3 separate regions of the Sus scrofa genome follow, and regions 2 and 3 are each linked to region 1. A link is a contact called in public Hi-C and HiChIP or PLAC-seq data. All regions are on one chromosome and are shown on one strand. Each heading gives the region's core, a stretch centred on a gene start, on an enhancer-like site or on the middle of the called end of the contact. The rest is flanking DNA. Distances are from core to core; before and after follow the strand shown.

Region 1 (3,517 bases), core at 551-3,050:
CTGCGACCTACACCACAGCTCACGGCAGGGCTGGATCCTTAACCCACTGAGCGAGGCCAGGGATGGAACCCGTGTCCTCATGGATCCTCGTCGGGTTTGTTAACCGCTGAGCCATGACAGGAACTCCTGGAGTTAGGAGGGTTCATTAAGATGAGTCAGCACTTGGAACAATACCTGATACGTAGGGATGGATCCATGAATGTTCCCTGTTGTTGTACATGGAGGGGACGGAGGAGACCAAGTCCAATGTGACCTGGGGAATAAAGGAAATACAGATTGTAAAGTTAGAACGAAACTTAAGAGGGCTGTTAAGTGTCCAAGTTAGTCTGGACTTCATTCAGGCAATAAAGGCCCATTTCAGGTTCTTGAATAGAGATTGACACTGATTAATTATAAACTGGAAATGATGGAAACAAATGAACTCCTGCGGTAGCTTTAAATTATACCAGGGAAGGCTATTCTTGAATAATGACTCCTCTCCTCTCCCGCTTCCACCCCCAAAATGGTATTCTTTGAAGTAGAAAGAGAGGGACAGACCACATATCTGGTCATCTTCCCACTCAGATCTCTCAACCTTCGTCCCCTGAAATCACTTGGTCGGTCGGTGGGGAGGCTGGCACTTGGGGTTTCCGCTGGTCATTCTGGCTTTTTAAATAAGTAGGCACAGCTACGTTCTGAAGTGACTGGGCTCATTGTTTGGGCTGCCTGTCTAAGCCCACATGGGCTGCCCTCACCCCACCCACACCCACCCACAGGCAGGCCCAGTCAATTGGGCATCACCCCACAGCTCTCCACCAAGCTCTAAAGGGCCATGCCCTGATTCCTAGGGTCACCAGATAAGCGGGTGTGTCGGGAGGAGATGAGTGGGCGTTAACATGAGACCCCACCGAGCTTCATTCCTTCCGAGCTGGGCTTTAGAGAATCAAGGAAATGACTGAAGAAAAGCAGCCTGCGTTCTGGAGATGCTAATGAGAGTGGCAATTAGCATAAATGCAATTTTGACACGTGTGGAAGTTCTTTGGTGCAGAGGACCCCCAAACACTGGGCCCAGGAGAAGGCGGGTGCGGTGGTCCTGTTAAGTGCTTTGTGAGAGGAGAAGTCACTGCAGCACAAACTGTGTGGGGCCAATTCCTGGGGGAAAAAATCTTAATGCATGTTTCTCAGCCTGTGGATCCAGGAAAAAAAAAAGACCACAGACTCTGACAGATGTAATGGGAAATAATTCCTTTGAATCTGTGATTTGCTTAGCAGAAAAAAAAAAAAGGAAGTCAGGTAATCCTTAAGTGACCCCAAGTGGTAAAAATATCCCGGCATCATGTTTAGGTCTTTGTGGGTGTTCACGGTGTGACGTCAGCGCCACCTGGTGCACCAGACTGGAAATGACAGACCCAGGAGAGCGGGTGGAGAGGCAGGCGGGCCGCCTTCGTGCCATTTCTCCTGGGGCTGGGTTGTGAGCCAACTGTGGGGAAATGAATAAAAATTTATGGAGGGAAGCATATGATAGAGTTTGTTATTACAACCAACAGAACTAACACCAATATTTTAAGTGAACGGTGTTTAATGATACGGCGTATAACCCAGTGTCTCCAAATTGCTAGCTTTTCCGAGCCAAATAAAATACCTCAAGCTTCCAGCCTGTGACTACAGGTTAGCCAGTTTTCTCTCAAATACGGCTCTGAAGTCGTGGGAGTGCCTGCAAAGCCCGATTGCCCCAAGCCTGACGTCACCTCGCTGAGCTTCGGTCTGGAGGACCGCTCCAGAGGGTTTTCTCGTGCGTTCCTGGCGTTTCATGGTAATTTCCCACAGGACAGGGTCCTAACCCATTTCCACACCCTCCGTCACCACTCCGTCCAAACACAGAGCCCCCCTGTTCTCCCCAGGCCATGCCAACACATCTAACTGCTTAACCCTTGGGCAACATTTGAGGATTTCAGGGGAATCACATGGTAAAAACCAAAACTCATCATCAGACACCATAGCTCCCACGAGACTCAGCCGACGCCACACTACTGGCCAGTTCTCTACAACCTCCGCCCTGAGGACTTCATTCTGATCAGGATTTCCCATGCTAGGCTCTCTCCCCTGAGACTCTGATCCACCGTAAAAAGTGGAACACCCTTACCATCTAATCACTGCCTGGCTGCCTCTTCAAAGTCTGCTTGGCAGCAGTAAGTATTTATTCTTTGATTGCAATTTAAATGAAAGCAACATACAGCCAACAGCCAACCAGAGGCTTTTCTGGTGCACAGGATGAGTTACCAGGCTGGGGAAGGAGTTTTTAGGGTAATAATAAGTGAAGCCAATGGTCTCCAGAAGCCTATAAAGTGACTCTGTCTAAAGCAGAGGAAATGTTTTAAATAAAAACCAAGTGGCAAAAAGAAGAGAAATTAAAATGCCAAATGGGTTCTGAAAAACTGAAGCATCCTTAAAAGACTGAAGCCCCAACGTAACTATTTTAAAAGGAACTGAACTCAGGTCTACAAAATTCATTTTTAAAATAACCTTACTGTTTCTCAGAAATGTGGTATGGTACCATTTTTATCAAAGTTTCTCTCTATAAGAACTTCTGCACAGTGCAATAGCAAGGCTTCCAGCCTGAATCTAAACGACGTTGAACTTAGTTCACCCAGCAGCCAGGGCATGTGCCAGGGGCACACAGTAATTTGCAGCTGGATCAAGAAACATCTAGTCAGGCTGTTTAAAGCAGCCACTCTGAACCCTGGCAGTACATTAGCAGCTCCTAGAGTACCAGGGCCCCCTCCAGAATAACAGAATTTCTGGAGATGAAGTACAAGGGAGCTTTTAAAGCTCCCCAAGGTGGTCCCAGTGCAGAGCCAGGGCTGAGAACCACTAACCTAAGGGAAGGAAGAGGGCCTGCCTGGGAAGACAGGTGGCTCTGGTACTTTGAGCATCTCACTCAGGTGTCCTTTTCAGCCACCTGGCCTGAGTCTTGGGGTGAAAGACTGCAGAGAGAATGAAAGCTTTAAGAGCCATTTCTTCATAGCGTTTCTTTTTTTTCTCCTCTTTTCCCTTCCTTCCTTTTCTCTCTCCCGTTTCTTTCTTTTGCCACACCCACCACATGCACAAGTTCTCAGGCCAGGAATTGAACCCAAACCACAGCGGAGACCTGTGCCAACACCAGATCCTTAGCCGGCTGAGTCACCAGGACTCCTCCGAGTGTTTGTTGATTTGTAGTTGGAAGAGCATCTACATCACAGTCTTCTGAGGAGCTCCTTCAAGTGCCGATTCCAGGTCCCACCTTCGACCTCAAGTTCTCCTGCAAGCGACTTAGCTCTTAGAAGTCGGTAGCATTGCTGGGATCAGCTCCAGGCCTGTGTGACTCCAGGCTCTTTCCAACCACCCCCCAGCACTTCGACCAAAGTGGACTCTCTGTCCTCCGAAAAGGCAGAGCTTTAGATGGTTTTAATGAAAGGGAAGTATTTAAATCGACAGAACGGAAAACAACAGTAAAAATCCCCCCCCACTCCTCCCACCAAAGGAATCCTCTATCAACGCC
Region 2 (3,616 bases), core at 796-3,295, 270 kb before region 1:
CTCGGCATCGGCTCGCCTCCTGGCCGCCGAATGAGGGCTTCTTTCCGCTTCGCTCTTTTTAGTTCGGGGGGTGCTTCCTTCCCGTGGGGGGCGCGGAGGGCGGGGGCCCGCGCCAACCTCCGACACTGCAACCGACAGACACACCAGGAGAGGGTTGGCAAGCGGAGCCGGATGGGGGGGGGCGGCAGTGGTCACCCCCTCTCACCCGGTTCCTCAATCTCCCCTCCAAGCCCCCCACTCTGCCCAGGGCTCCCGAAGGTGGAGGAAGTTGTGTCTCTCGCTCTCTCCCTCCCTCCTTTTGTGTACAAGCTGTCTACGACAGGGGGTGGGAGGGGGCATGCAGATGCGGGGGGTGGTGGCAGGCTCTGCAACTTTGGAAACTGCCATTTCATTCACACAAGGCAACGCCTGGGGGAGGGGGCTGTTCAAGGCTGCAGAATTCTAGCTCCCACCAGCTCGCCGACAATCCCGGTTGCACCCAAGTAGGGCCAGCTGCTCCAAGGAAGCCCCAGGCTCCAACCCAGGTACCGGGCACCGGCTTTGGAGTGCCCTCGGTCCCCGCTTTGTAAAATTGCAACCTGGGGAGCGCAAGCGATAGTGGGGGATTGAGGAAACTTTGCAAATGGAAAAATCCTTTCTCTAGACCGAGACCAACAACAGGCACCCAAATCCAGACACCCCCCCCCAACTGAGCAGACGCCCCCGGCATCCACCCGCTGCAGGGGGAGTACTGCCAATAGCTGGTTTTGAACCCCTCTAACCCACTCCCCCACTGTTTCAAACCCCCAACAACGTCCTCTTCCTGGGAGAGAGGAGCGCCTGGACCCCAGTTCCCGGCAATGATTTAGGGGCACCAGCGCGGGGAGGGTCGCCGGGAGAACCGCGTCTCCTCCAAGCTGGAGCAGCCTGGAGCAGCCGTGACCCAGATTACCACCGTGACGGCCTCGCCCTGCTTAACCCTCCCTTCTTCCTCTGGGGGCGACCTTTGGAGAAGAACCCAGCTTTGGAGTGGGGGCGCACCGGCTCCCCGTCAGCTCAATTGCAGACAAATGTTCTAGAGAAGGGTGAATTTCTTTTCGACGAAGCCATTACAACCCCCTGGCAAGGGCAGTAAAAGGATTAGGGCGGGTCTCTCCCAGCCCGGGAGGCTTCGGGACTGGAACTGGCTTTTCAGGGGAACCCCCGAGATGGTTTTGTTTCCGAAGCAGAAACAGTCCCCCGGGCATATTCGGGCGCCCTGTGCGCCAGCCGCGATCCTGTCCAGGGTTTGCCTTCCCGCCGCGCTATAGCCGCTCCGGGGGCGCCGGGCTGTTTGCAACCCCCGCTTCTTACCTCCCGCCGACTGCCGGGGATCCAGAGGCGATTCTTTGCGGGGGGTCCCGGGGTGGCCAGGGGGCGGGGGGTGGTCCTCGGGTGACTGCAGTCTGTGCGCGCTTGCGCCTGGCTAGCGCTCGCTCGGCTCCAACCCAGTTCCCAGGAGCCCCCCGCATCCACCCTGCGCGTCCAGACAGATGACTGTCACTGGCTGCGCTTTGAAGCTCGGGGGATATTATTAACTGAAAAATCTGACACACCCGGGGGGCGGGGAGAGAAGGGGGCTGCGGCACAGACAAGGGGGAGGGAGAACGGCAGAGGAAAGCGGCTTTACCCCGCCCTCTTGATTTCCATAAAAATCAGGGGAGGCGCCAAGGCTTTCGCGCCAAAAGCCACTTGCTTTTCTTCTTTGCAGAGAGGAGGCTGCAAAGCTGGGAAGCCCGGGGCGTGCTCCTCCCGCCCTTTTAGGCCCCCGAGCTTGCACCCGGTGCACTCTGCGGACCAGCTGCGCGCCGAGTGGTGCAATGCAGCACCCACCCGGCGGGCCTGGCAATTGCTTAGCATTAAAAAAAAATTTTTTCCGGAGGGTTCCGGGGGTGTTGTTGGGATTGGGGGAGTGGTTCCGAGCCTCCTAACCCAGCCTCCACCTCGACTGCGTTAGTGTGCTGCTGAGCGCCAGGCCAAGGTCCAGCCGGCCCGTGCGGGGGGTTGGGGGCTGCTTAAGAGCTGTCTCTATCTGCTTAAAGCTGGACCCAGGGAACGAGGTGGGAGGGAGAGGACGCGCCCATTTAGGAGCGAGACCGCAGAAGATTTCTAGTTTTAAATTGAAAGGAGAGGGGCGCCCCCTTGTTTGAAAATAAATAAATAACTGCGGGCTAGGAGGGTGGCGTCGCGGTGTTTTCTCCGGCCGAAGGCGACACCTCGCGGAGACCGAGCAGAAAGCGGAGCTGCCGGGCCGGTCTCGGGGGTCCGAGCGGGGCCACCCGCCGCCCCTGCCGCCCTGTCAACCTGTCATCACCGCCGCACGGGAGGTGGCGGCTCGGTTCGGCTCGGCTTCCGAAGGGAATGGGTGGCCGCCGTTCCCCAGGGTTCCCAAGTCAGCCTTTCAAAGCCAGCGATTTCCCGAATTCCAGGGGGACGGATCAGGTTCTCGGAGGAATTGCCAGGCACACCTCCTGGAGCCCAAACCTCGACATGGAAACCTTGGCTTCAAATTGCTGGAAGCAAAAAGGCCAGCGGCTAGCGCTACTGGGCCTCTTTGTGCCTGGGTCTCTTCAGTTGTGAAATGGAGTTAGTACTGGTGTTTACCTCATAGGGTGGTTGTGAGAACTAATTTCGAAAGCGCTCGGAACGGTGCCCAGCGCGGGACAAGTGTTGAGTGTCAGCTATTGTTATTGACAGATCCTGATAGATCCTTCTGGGGAAATTAACACCCACCCCACCGCTGCTATCAAATCCTCACGTCGCTCAGGTCTAGCTTTCCTGCAGGTGTGTGTGCGTTGGGGGGGGGGGTGTTCCACCATCCTAGCCCCTGTCCCCAAACTCCCCAGGAACAGCTGGAGCCTCCCCAGCAGCCCCCTTCGCCACCAAATACACAACGGAAGTGGAATTTCCTCTGGAAAAATGTTCCTCCCGGGGTGAAGGGTTGCTCTCCTAGCCCCCCAGATGGGGGTGGGAGAGCTTCTCCCACCTCCTTTTTCCCCAAGCTGGAATGCCACTCCTCCTGGTCATTCGCCTCTGCATTCAAACCAGTCACGGAGGAGGCTGTGGAGGGTCGGGGGCAGCCTGTAAGACGCTCCCCTATTAGCATTTGTGAAGGCTCTTCCAGCCTTTACCCTGGGTGCCTACATAATTCTGGGGAGAAAGTCAGGTTCCCAGAGTTCTAGGAAGTGGCCCATGAATGAGGATGAGCGGCTCTCCCAAACGCCTTTCTTATTATTATTTCCTTCCCATATGGAAAGCTCTAAACCTTTGCAAAAGCCTTTCAGCACCCCCCGACTTTTGCCTTTCCCTAACCCCTTAATCTAAACCTAGCCCTCCCGCTGCATTCATCCCAAGGATCCTGGATTTCCCTACACAACGCTTACCTTCTTTTGTAATTATATTTGCCTGAGAAGTTTCCTTTCAGGACCGTTTCCCCCGCACCCCCCATCCCCGACCTGTGGGGAAAGAGGCTGGGTCTTCCTCGCCGTCTTCAGGCCTGCTGTGTCTGTTTTGCTCAGGGAGGTGTCCTCAGAGCAAAGCAGCTGGTTATCCATACACGGTACGTTGTCCTGGAATAAGTCCTTCTGAAGAAGCCAAA
Region 3 (3,399 bases), core at 463-2,962, 390 kb before region 1:
ATCCCTGGCCTTGTTCAGTGGGTTAAGGGTCCTGAGTTGCCACAAGCTACAATATAGGTCACAGATGCAACTCAGATCCCAACTCTGCTGTGTTGCTGTGGCTGTAGCATAGGCTGGCAGCTGTCCCTCCAATTTGACCCCTAGCTTGGGAACTTCCAAATGCCACAGGTGTGACCCTAAAAAAAAAAAAAAAAAAAAAAAAAAAAAAAAAAATCCAGTGGAAAAGTGCAGAGGGCAATAGAAGTCTGGAGGAGAAAGCATTTTTCCCTGCTTCAAGAGATAGAGATGCATCACAGAGGAGGAAGCTTTTCCATTGGATTTTGAAGGATGAATAGGAGTTCTTTTGTCCAGAAAAGCACTGCAGTTGTGAAGATCTTTGCTGAAGAATCTCAGAGACTGTGGTGATGCTTGGCACTGAGAAGACACTTAGAAACTGTTGCATTATAGGACATGCAGACTCAATCCCACGACAGGGGAAAGAAGGTGTCATTCTTGCTCCTCTGCCTCAAATCTGGAGACCAGTTGGAATCCCTTGGGGAGTCTTTAAAAATGCTGGCGTTTTCTCGCACCCCCAGAGATCCTGAGGTCATTGGCCTGAGATGCTGCCTAGTCACCGGAACTTTCAAAAGTGCCCCAGGTGATTTCAGTGTGTAGCTATAGGGAGTTCCCATTATGGCTCAGCAGTAATGAACCCAACTAGTATCCATGAGGATGCAGGTTCAACCCCTGGCCTCACTCAGTGCATTAAGGATCCAGTGTTGCCATGAGCTGTGGTGTAGGTCAGATGTGGCTTGGATCTGGCGTGGCTGTGGCTGTGGTGTTGGCCGTCCGCTACAGTTCTAAGCCTAGAACTTCCACATGCTACGCCCTAAAAAGACAAAAAAAAAAAAAAAAAAAAAAAAAAATCGCAGCTATGTTCCAGAACGTCGAATTTAGACCAACCCTTCTCAAATTTAATGTGCAAATCCACCCAGGAGATCATATTAAAATGCAGCTTCGGATGCAGCAAGTCTGGGGCGGGGCCTGAGCTTCTGCCTCTCCAGCAAGTTCCTGGTAATTCCTGTGCTGCGGATCCTGGGACCACCCTTGCAGAAGCAGGTCTCTGAGGCTGAATCCCAGCATTTTGCCTGCCCCCGGGGGGTGGCGGGAGGAAGGGTCATGATTCCACTCTCCCCGGCGGGCACTAAGCTTTAGTGCCGCATTGGGAGGGGGCTGGGGGCCGGGCTGGGCAGTCAAGGCCACGGGGGTGCACGGAGTGGGGGTGGGGAACGATGGGAACTTAACTGTTTACCCACGTTTTAAGAGCTGGCCCTGGCATACCTGTCCCGCCAGCTGCCCGCCTGCCGGGCTGCGCTCAAGGCCGAGGAGCCGCGGAGGGGGCCGCGGGGCGAGCCTCCGGACGGCCCAGCGCGGAGCGGGGGCAGCGGCAGCGGCTGCGGCTGCTCTGCGCCTTCTGGGGGAACATTGTTCTGGGTTTTTTCTTTTCTTCTCTTCAAACAAGCCCTTCCCAGCGCTGGCCACATAACCCTAAACAAGGCCTCTCAGTGCTGTTGACACAAAGGCACAAATGGTGTCATTCCAGCCCAGAGATAAAACTCTGATCCTCCCGTGATGGGGGCGCATTTCCTCTCGGGAAGAACACCAGCGCGTCGGGCGATTCAACAAGCCCGGTCTAAGCCCTGCCCTCCGGCGAGGCTCCGGTTTTCTGTTGTTTGGGGTGGATTTCTTTCTCCCCAAAGCTCTGCTTGTCTCCTGTGCCTCCGTCAGCAGATATGTCAGCCCCAGACAATGGCCTCTTTCTGCAGACAATGGTCAGCGTGAGGAATGTCGCAGGAGGGCAGAGCTTGAGAAGGGACAATCAGCTTTCAGAATCCAGTGGCCGAGTGGGTGCTGCAGGGAGGGTCCCGCTGTCACCAGGGCAGCCTCCTCAAAGGCACCATTTATAGGACACGCAGCCCCAGAAAAATGGATGCTTTGGGCATCAGAGGGCCCTTACTTAGCTCACCGCGGCTGCAGGGCTGCAGGGCTGCAGGCTGACTCCCTTACCCGCTTTATCGGCCTCCGGAGGCTCCTGCAGCCACAGCCCCTGCCCTGCAGACTTTGTTTAATGAAAAAACAAACAGTCACCCCCAAATTAGACCACAGCCGGCTGTTCCCGCACTGCCCCTCCTGCAGTACCCAGCCTGGGCCTCTATTGGCCAGCTCTCCAGAAAAGAAAGGGCTTATTCATCCCCCCAAAGGTGGAAACTCGCTTTCTCCGGGGGAAATTGTGTAACCGTTTTGTAGTGGAATCGACTCTAGTCCTCAAGGTCTTTTGGAAAAAGAAAAACAGATAAGGGGGTGGAGGTTGGAGCCAGAGCTGGCAGCCTTCTCGTTGGATCTGCTCTCTGCCGAATGATTTTCCTGACAGAGGCCGTAGGACTGGACATCGCGCGAGCTGGTCCCTGGGTTCCAGGGACCCTCGCTGCCATTGGGAAAGAAAAGAACATTTTTTGAGCAGGTGGCCGTGCACTCATTCATTCGGTCTGGTAGCACAATGCCTGACACATAGTAGGTGCTTATATCTGCGTGTGGAATGAATGAAACGATTTGTAATTTCTGATTCTCTCTCTCCCCACTTAAAAAAATCTTCAGTAGCTCCCCCTTGCCTATAGTATAAATTTCAGTTTCCTTAATATCGCCTAACTTGTCACCTGGCATCTCAAATGACTCTCCAACCTCATAATCCCTCCTTTTCTCCCCTCCATGCCCCCCCAACACCCCCCCCAACACACACACATGTTGCTGCTGTTTCCTGAATCAAAGCAGGGACCCTAGGCTGTCCCTAAGCCTTTCCCCAGCTTCTTCCCATCCAGACTCACCCCTAGTGCTTGTTCCTCCTCTTAAAAGCCATCATGACCAACTGAGGTGACCATTTTAGAAGTGTACAGATATGTTAAAACTTATCCAATTATTCATTTTAAATAGGCTCAATTTTTGTATGTCAATTATACCGCACTAAAACTGTCATAAAAATGAATAAAAACAACAACAAAGCCATCACGATGCTTCCTCTTCCATGGCCTTGCTCTTGTATGTGGCCCTAGCGTGACATTTACCACCATGTTATATTTATCTGTCTCAACCACACCTGGACTCCTGGACAGCGGGGACGATGTCTGATTGAGCCCCATGTGCCGAGCTGAGGTCCAGCGTCTGGTCCATCATGAGTTCTTAGGAAGCAGGGGACCAGCTAGCCCTGGTGTGCCCAGGACAGTCCTCACTTTAGCACTCGAAGTCCCACATCCCAGAAAACACCCCAGTCCTGGGCAAACCAGGACTACTGGTCCCCCTTTAGTGAATAGTGAATAAATAAATGCCCAGATCACCTTTCATTCAGTCATTCAACACACGTATACT

The links. Hi-C and Micro-C count contacts between places; a contact is called where the count stands out from the background. HiChIP or PLAC-seq counts read pairs in DNA pulled down with a chosen protein or histone mark.
Region 2: an H3K27ac HiChIP or PLAC-seq map of skeletal muscle shows a contact between it and region 1, with 7 times the contacts expected there. The contact joins the promoter of MYCN here to the enhancer-like site in region 1. A contact is called at or near these places in 15 of 47 Hi-C or Micro-C datasets (alveolar macrophages, embryonic fibroblasts, epiblast stem cells and 10 more) and 1 of 2 datasets of contacts at active chromatin or transcription factors (skeletal muscle).
Region 3: a contact with region 1 is called in a Hi-C map of skeletal muscle, with 7 times the contacts expected there. The contact joins two enhancer-like sites. A contact is called at or near these places in 3 of 47 Hi-C or Micro-C datasets (embryonic fibroblasts, epiblast stem cells and skeletal muscle).

Annotation. Positions count from the first base shown.
Region 1 is chr3:121,814,276-121,817,792 of Sscrofa11.1, forward strand. No RefSeq gene overlaps it. Among named protein-coding and RNA genes, the nearest start is that of DDX1, 41 kb to the right of the region's middle. Within about 2 kb of position 1,801, at least 15 of the 83 cell types and tissues checked have an H3K27ac peak or open chromatin away from gene starts, as enhancers often do. A contact at or near this core is called in embryonic fibroblasts, mesenteric adipose tissue, omental adipose tissue and 1 more, where this site is marked.
Region 2 is chr3:121,547,633-121,551,248 of Sscrofa11.1, forward strand. It overlaps MYCN (N-myc proto-oncogene protein), which reads right to left and starts at 2,046. Exons shown (of 3, transcript XM_003125346.4): 1 at 1,333-2,046; 2 at 1-125. The coding sequence starts at 8. It also overlaps the pseudogene LOC110260051.
Region 3 is chr3:121,428,024-121,431,422 of Sscrofa11.1, forward strand. No RefSeq gene overlaps it. Among named protein-coding and RNA genes, the nearest start is that of MYCN, 120 kb to the right of the region's middle. Within about 2 kb of position 1,713, at least 29 of the 83 cell types and tissues checked have an H3K27ac peak or open chromatin away from gene starts, as enhancers often do. A contact at or near this core is called in skeletal muscle, where this site is marked.